Regions from separate parts of the Zea mays genome. Here region 2 is linked to region 1. The links are chromatin contacts, called in public ChIA-PET maps. All regions are on one chromosome and are shown on one strand. Each heading gives the region's core, a stretch centred on a gene start, on an enhancer-like site or on the middle of the called end of the contact. The rest is flanking DNA. Distances are from core to core; before and after follow the strand shown.

The links. ChIA-PET counts read pairs in DNA pulled down with a chosen protein or histone mark.
Region 2: a contact with region 1 is called in an H3K4me3 ChIA-PET map of seedling, with 5 times the contacts expected there. The contact joins the enhancer-like site here to the promoter of LOC103643870 in region 1. A contact is called at or near these places in 10 of 25 Hi-C or Micro-C datasets (bundle sheath, ear, endosperm and 4 more) and 1 of 3 datasets of contacts at active chromatin or transcription factors (seedling).

Annotation. Positions count from the first base shown.
Region 1 is chr1:271,892,025-271,895,764 of Zm-B73-REFERENCE-NAM-5.0, reverse strand. It overlaps LOC103643870 (serine/threonine-protein kinase MPS1), which reads right to left and starts at 1,677. Exons shown (of 6, transcript XM_008667049.3): 1 at 1,077-1,677; 2 at 325-762; 3 at 1-250. The coding sequence starts at 1,284.
Region 2 is chr1:272,015,805-272,019,544 of Zm-B73-REFERENCE-NAM-5.0, reverse strand. No RefSeq gene overlaps it. Among protein-coding and RNA genes, the nearest start is that of LOC103643872, 19 kb to the left of the region's middle. Within about 2 kb of position 1,679, at least 20 of the 20 cell types and tissues checked have an H3K27ac peak or open chromatin away from gene starts, as enhancers often do. A contact at or near this core is called in bundle sheath, ear, endosperm and 4 more, where this site is marked.

The sequences.
Region 1 (3,740 bases), core at 428-2,927:
GGAATCATATGCTTTCCATGATTCTGATTACGAGCCTCTTGGATCCCTCTCCGAGACAAATTAGACGCATCATATTCGATATCCATATCAGCTGCTATATCAACAGTTTGAAGCTCCTGATGGTTCTTCTGGTGATCATTCTGAGCTCCTTGATTTGCAGGAAAATTATCTCCTGCCGTCAATGAAACAGAATGTAGATAAGACAACATACTGTCCATTCTACTATCCACAGTGATGCATATATTATCACCTGCAATGTAAACTGATAACTAAACATGTACACAACTTTGCAGTTAAGTATCAAAGAAAGAAAAGGTTCCTTACTTTGTGACGTCAACTGTGGATTAACAACCGAATCAAGCTGTCCTTTCTTGAAACTTTCCCCCATCAATGCATTGCATGATGTAATTTGAGATGACAAAGCATCGAAAGCTGACTTCTCTGTATCCATCAACAGATTAGCCTTGTTTTTCTGCTGGCCAACACGTTGTGCACAGGTATCAGTGGTACTTTTTAGCATTGAGGGTGCTGTCAACATCAACTCATCTGGGGCAGAGGACCCTAATTTAGAAGTGCTATCGACTTTCTGTTGATCAGGCGTCACATTTGGCAGCATAGAGGGTCCCAACATGCCTCTCTGAGGCTGCGTAACAATTCGTTCCTGGTCTTTCGAAACAGAAGGGTTGGCACCAATTTTATTTGCACGCTCACCTCCGGAAACCAGGACCCGTGTTGCTCTTGGAAGTTTAGACTGCATTGGACCTGGAGCAAGGTCAGTTAGAAGCTGATCTAAATCATATCTGACATAATTCATTTGGATACCAATACAGTATACCAACTCGAGACAACATCACAGATAACTGAAGTTCCTAGAAACTCAACGACAGTGACAAAACCACGAAATCAGGTGCAACCATCACATTTTTTTATACGCTACCCAGTAAATCAGAAATATACAGAAGGTAAAATGCATCAACATAATTAGATTCGCCGAGGATAAGCGCCAAACATAAACTAGAACCCTAGACGGAAACAACATCAGAGAAGGGTAGGAATCCATAGCCGAATCCACTCACCGAAAGGCCTCTGCCGCTTGACAGCTGCATGAATCTGTTGCAGGAAGTGGGGAGGGGAGAGCGTGAGAGACGAGGACAACCCTGACGACGACGTCAGGTTGGTGGCGGCCGTGTCCCCGCCGGTAGGGACCGCGACGCCCTTAGCGGTTTGGGTTCCGTGGGCGTAGGAGGGCGCTGGGGGGCGAGTGAAGCTATCCCTGTTCTCCATAGACGGCGGCGGGAGAGACGGCGATGTGGCCCACCGGCATCTCGCCGGAGCGGCGGATCGGCGACGCTAGGGTTGCCTGAAGGCCAACTGTGGGTGAATCGGTGCAGTCAGCAGCGGGCTGGGAAGGCGTCACCGGGCGTGGGCTGGTAGGTGGCCATGAGACGGGAAGGCAGAGCTGAAGCGAATCGAAGCGAGCGGCTGGAGCCTGGAGGGGAGCGGGGGAAGGGAATGTGGGAGGAAACCACAAAATTTGAAATGAAGACAAAAAAAAAATCTCAGAGAGTCAGAGAGCTCCGAGGGAAAAAGGTAAAGGACTGGAACTGAAGGAAGGGTTCGTAAGCAATGGAGCTTGTGGTGCCGGATAGTTGAGTACGCTTTTGGAGTGCCGGCCCTACGTCGAACACTCGACTGTTTATTTTCGCTAGTGTATCACTAGACATTGCTTAAATAAAATAGTTATCTAAATACGATTCAAACTTATAAATTAGTTGAGTGCAAAAAATAAGGTATATGGTGTGCGGCCAGACAAGATAAGTTTTCTCTCTTTTTTTCACGCTCGCGAGATCAGAGACGGTGAGAAAAGATGTACTAAACTATAGATAATCAAATGAGTTGTGCCTAGCAAGCCGACCTAGTGTTCATGAGTCCTCAATAGTGGTGCCCTAGGTCACTATCTTTATAAATGAGAAGCCAGAACAATCTCGTGTGGAAAGTAATGAACCTATTCAAGAGAATCTTAGAAGATCTCAAAGGAAAACAAAAGGTCTGTAAGAAAAATAGACCCCGGGCCATTTGGCTAAATAAGTTTTGGTGTTTGATGATCAACATAACATGTGGACTAATGTGTTTGCCAGTGTTTGTGTTTGTAGTTCACAGGATGCTAAAGTTACTTGGACCAAGACATTGAGGAAAGTAACACCTCAAAAGAAGACATTATGAAGATCAAGTAAAGTCCAAGAAACAAAGGAAGTGTTGCCGATGGGTTGTCTGGTCTGGAGCACCGGACTGTCCGGTGCACCAGAAACAGTAGCCCTAACGGCTAGTTCCAAGTGTCTGCGCGTCAACGGTCAACTGCAGTGTCAGACCAACGGCTAGGCGCACCTGTCGGGGACCATAATTAGGGGTACCCCCAAGACTCCTAATCTCAGCTGGTAACCCCCATCAGCACAAAGCTACAAAGTCCTGATGGGCGCGATTAAGGTCAAGGCTCAGTCCACTCAAGGGACACGATCTCGCCTCGCCCGAGCCCGACCTCGGGCAAAGACAGCCGACCCCGGAAGATTCACGCCTCGTCCGAGGGTCCCCTCAAGCAACAGACGCACCGTCGACTCGCCCGAGGCACAGCTCGGGTAGGCTTCGCGGAGAAGCAACCTTGGCCAAATCGCCACACCAACCGACCATATCGCAGGAGCATTTAATGCAAGGACCGTCTGACATCTTATCCTGACGCGCGCTCTTCAGTTGACAGGGCCGAAGTGACCACAGTCACTTCGTCGCTCCACTGACCGACCCGACAGGAATACAGCGTCGCCTGCCCTGCTCCGACTGCCGTGCCACTCGCCAGAGTGAGGTTGACAGCGGCTAAGTCCAGCCTCGGGCGACATAGGAAGCTCCGCCTCGCCCGACCCTAGGGTTCGGCCCTCGTCTCGGCCTCGGAAGATAGACTCTGCCTCGCCCGACCTCAGGGCTCGGACTCAGCCTCGGCTCCAGAAGACGATGGACTCCGCCTCACCCGACCCCAGGGCTCGGACTCAGCCTCGGCTCCGGAAGACGACGAACTCCGCCTCGCCCGACCCCAGGGCTCGGACTCAGTGAAAATCGCCTAGAGGGGGGGTGAATAGGGCGAAACTGAAATTTACAAAGTTAATCACAACTACAAGCCGGGTTAGCGTTAGAAATATAATTGAGTCCGCGAGAGAGGGTGCAAAACAAATCACAAGCGAATAAAGAGTGTGACACGCGGATTTGTTTTACCGAGGTTCGGTTCTCGCAAACCTACTCCCCGTTGAGGTGGTCACAAAGACCGGGTCTCTTTCAACCCTTTCCCTCTCTCAAACGGTCCCTCGAACCGAGTGAGCTTTCTCTTCTCAAATCAACCGGGAACAAAACTTCCCCGCAAGGACCACCACACAATTGGTGTCTCTTGCCTTGGTTACAATTGAGTATTGATCACAAGAAAGAATGAGAAAGAAGAAAGCAATCCAAGCGCAAGAGCTCAAAAGAACACGACAAATCACTCTCACTAGTCACTAATGCTTTTGTGGAATTGGAAGATGATTTGATCACTTGGGTGTGTCTTGTATTGAATGCCTAGATCTTGTAAGTGGTTGGAAGTGTGAAAACTTGGATTTCTTGAATGTGGGGTGGTTGGGGGTATTTATAGCCCCAACCACCAAACTAGCCGTTTGGTGGGGCTGTCTGTCGCATGGTGCACCGGACTGTGTCCGGTGCGCCAG
Region 2 (3,740 bases), core at 430-2,929, 120 kb before region 1:
CGAAACCCTCTTCACTAGTGGAGGTATCAACCATCACTCTTCACTGTAATCCGATGGTGATCGACGACTGTGAGCTTCCATGTTATTGTGTTCTGATACTTGAGACTTTTATTATGACTATGTATGAGATATTGTCTCTTATTAGTACTGGATGATGAGATATGTCTTATTATGACTATGGATGAGACTTTTGTAATGTAATTGATAAGACTATGGATGAGACTTTTGTGATGTAATTGATGAGACTATGGATTTAAATATTGTTATGTGATTGTGTGTGAGATATTTTATGTGAAAATATGTTGTGCTATATATCTGTTGATATATTTATTATGTTGTGGAATCTGGTGTAAAATAAAAATAAACAACATTTGTAATGCTGGTCAAATTAACTTCCTAAAGGCTTATTAAGTCGTAGGAAGTTAGCCAGTGCTACAGTCAGAAGTTAGCCAGCTAACTTCCTAGGGGCTACAGTAAGCCGTAGGAAGTTAGTCACGCTGCAGTCAGCCGTAGGAAGTTACTTGTAGGAAGTTAGTCAGCTGACGGCGCTGACGGCGTGAAGCTACTAACTTCTGAGAATCTACTAACTTCCGAGAGGCTTTTTGGCTGTAGGAAGTTAGCTAACTTCCTAGAGGCCTATAGGAAGTTAAGCTAACTTCCGAGAGTTTAGGTAACTTCCTATAGTTTAGACCTAATTTTTTAGGGTTTAGACTCTATGAAGTTTACTATTTTGGTGTAGTGTCACTCACGCCTTAGGTAGCCTACGGGCTACGGTGGTGAGGCCAGCTTGCTAAAGTTCTTGGGTAGACAAAGGTTTTCTCTAGACAAAAGAGGGATCGAAAATATATATATGTTGAGACTTTCAATTCTACTACCATTTCTACGTATAATTTTAGGCTTTTTAGCCTTTAAATGTGGGGAGCAAAAACAGAGGTGAACGGAAGGGAAGAATCAGCGCTGAGCGGCAGCACCTGATCTATGCAAAAGTTGCAAGCCGTTGGGCTGGCGGTCCAAATATTTCCTGCTGCCGCACAGCCGGCGCTAGCCGCGCTCTAGGCTCCGGCGTCCGAGGCCACACAGACACAGTCAACAACACGCGCATGCCTCAGAGCCGCATAGATGGACCGATCGATCGAGTTCTGAACTCCGAAATAACTCGGCGATAGTACAAGGCAACGGTGGCAGTGGCACGCACGGCAACGGCAACCCGATGGAAGGCCTTTATTTGGCACCGGCGTGCACGCCGCGCGCCGAACCACTGTTGGAGCGCCCTGCCGCGAGCATGCAGGTGCAGCGTGCAGCACCTGTGGCATTGCCCTTCCCCGTTGCAGCACAGTGTTCTGCTTGGGTTGCCAGTTGCATTTCTCCATGCCGTCCCCGGTCGGCTTCTCGAGCCCTGTGCATGGATGCAAGCAGGAGCAGCAAGCGGCAGCCGCAGCTCGTCTGCGACCGTGAGCTAGCCTGCAGCAGCGGCCAAGCCAAGGCGGCGGCAGGTTCTTGCTACAGAAGGCTAGAGGCTACTCTTGCCGCACGCTCCAACTACGCCGAGACGTACGTGCGTGTTGTTGTTGCCCGGTCACGTACACGCACTATTTGCTCAGGCCATCTCGTCTGTCCTCCGGCCGCCAGCTAGGAAGCGCCAAGCCGTACGGTGGAGTATATCTCCAAAAGGAATGGTGAATCCGCCGAGCCGGGACTGCGCAAAGGATCGCCAAAGTCGCGTCATCACAGCCGTCGAGGTAGTTGTCGGGTGCGGCCGCGTCAAGCCCTCTCTCAATCCGTATTAATCCCCTCCAATCCATATAGATTAAAAATAACCGAACAGGCCTTTAATAGAAGATAATAGAAGAGCTATGTGCAGCGCCTGATGTGCTGTGCACGCCGGACGGGATGGCGATCCACTTGTTGCAGTGCTTCTCGCTCGTGCGTTGAACTGAACGCACGCACTGCCGGCGCCGAGGCGCGAGGACCTGTGAGATGCATGTTGTTGTGCAGGGGACGAAGTTTTCGAGAGCGTGTCGTGAATCACGCAGATCGGCTTGCAGTGCTCAGTTGCGCACCTACTATTGAACTGTAGTACTACCAGCTGATAGTTGCAACGCTGCACATTGAAGGTGGGCGTAATTTGCCGGAAGATGGACCACATGGGCTGTGCCACTGGCCCAGCGGGCTGACATAGCCCATCCCAACGTTTGAGTCAAATAGCTCACCTAGCGCAAGGTCAATAATTACTCAGTCGTCGAAAATATAAGTCCAATGTGTATCGTACTATCGTGCCGAAGCCAGACTATCATGCTTCATCACATGGAAGTGTAATTAAGAGGAGAGAGAAACTTTCATGGACATGACTGTAACTTGACGAAATGCGTCAGGCACCGGTGGACAAAAGAATTTAATGAACATGTTTTCTATGATCTGGAACTGAACATAAAAAGTGTTTTTTTCTCGTTGATGGGGTCTCCGAATTATGACGAGTGAATTTGAGTTCTCTTTAGGGCTGAGCATTCGGTTTTATTGGTTATTCGGTGCGGATTATTCGGTGTTAAAAAAAGTTTGGTGCTTGGAAAATGGAAACCAAGCTTTTTGTTTAGAAATAAAAACCGCACAATTTAGTGTTCGGTTTTTCTGGTTTCGTTTTGGTACTACCACAATCACCAAACAAGTAGCAAATTAAAACTACAAACATAAAATTGCCTAAAAAACATATTAATAGTTCATCAACAAGTACTTAATAAAACTGCATAAACAATCTAGTGTCGAATAAGAGTAACTAACTCATAGTTCTTAAAAATTAAAATGATATGAGTCTAGGGTTTAGGACCTTATATGAGTTGTTTGTTGGGCATCAAGGTAGGTTTGCTAAATTTCGGTTTTTGCTGTGCGAATATTGGAAACCGCACCAAACACCAAATAGAGCTAAAATCTAAACCACGCCAAACATCAAAAATCAAATATACCACAAATTTCGGTGTATGGTGTACGGTTCGAACGATGTTTGATAATTTTTTGCCCACCCCTAGTTCTCTTCGCAAAACTCCGCCACAACGCACGTGGATTTTTTGCGCCGCCGCTGCTGAGCGTGGCAGGCTTGGCAATCAAACACACTCTTGCTTTGTATCTAGATATTATACATACATTATAACTTAATAGTCTAAAGTTTTACTAAAAATAGGTTCGTTATATTTGTCAAAGCTATTTATAACTTTGTTACAATCTATATCCAGGATTTTACATATTGACAACACAGAATTAAGCCTGCTAAATTTGTTAGAAGAACTTCAATAATATTCTTTGCGCCAAAATGTAGGTTGTTTTAGCTTGACATAGTTTAAAATAAGAGATCCAAATTACTCCTCCATTTTTTTACTATGTTGAGATAATCCCTTAAACTAACAATTGGTTCAATTTACCACTGTTCTTAAGGTGTCGCCTAAGCGACGTCTAGTCGTCGCCTAGGCGTCCGGGCGGTGGTCTATCGCCTAGGCGCCTTGCCCGCCTACCTCGCCTAGGCGTCGCCTAGGCGCCGTCTAGACGTCCAGGCGGTGGTCCAACGCCTTAGACCGCTTTACCGCTTTAAAAACATGCAATTTACTCTATTCAACAAATTATTCAATTTTCACCTTAAAAACATTTTCCTTTTTATTTCACTCTACATAAATTATGTTTTAGTTTCAAAAGTTTATTTTTTATTTCTCTAGAGACAAATTGTGTTTTACTTCCAATTTTTGTGAGGTGATAGA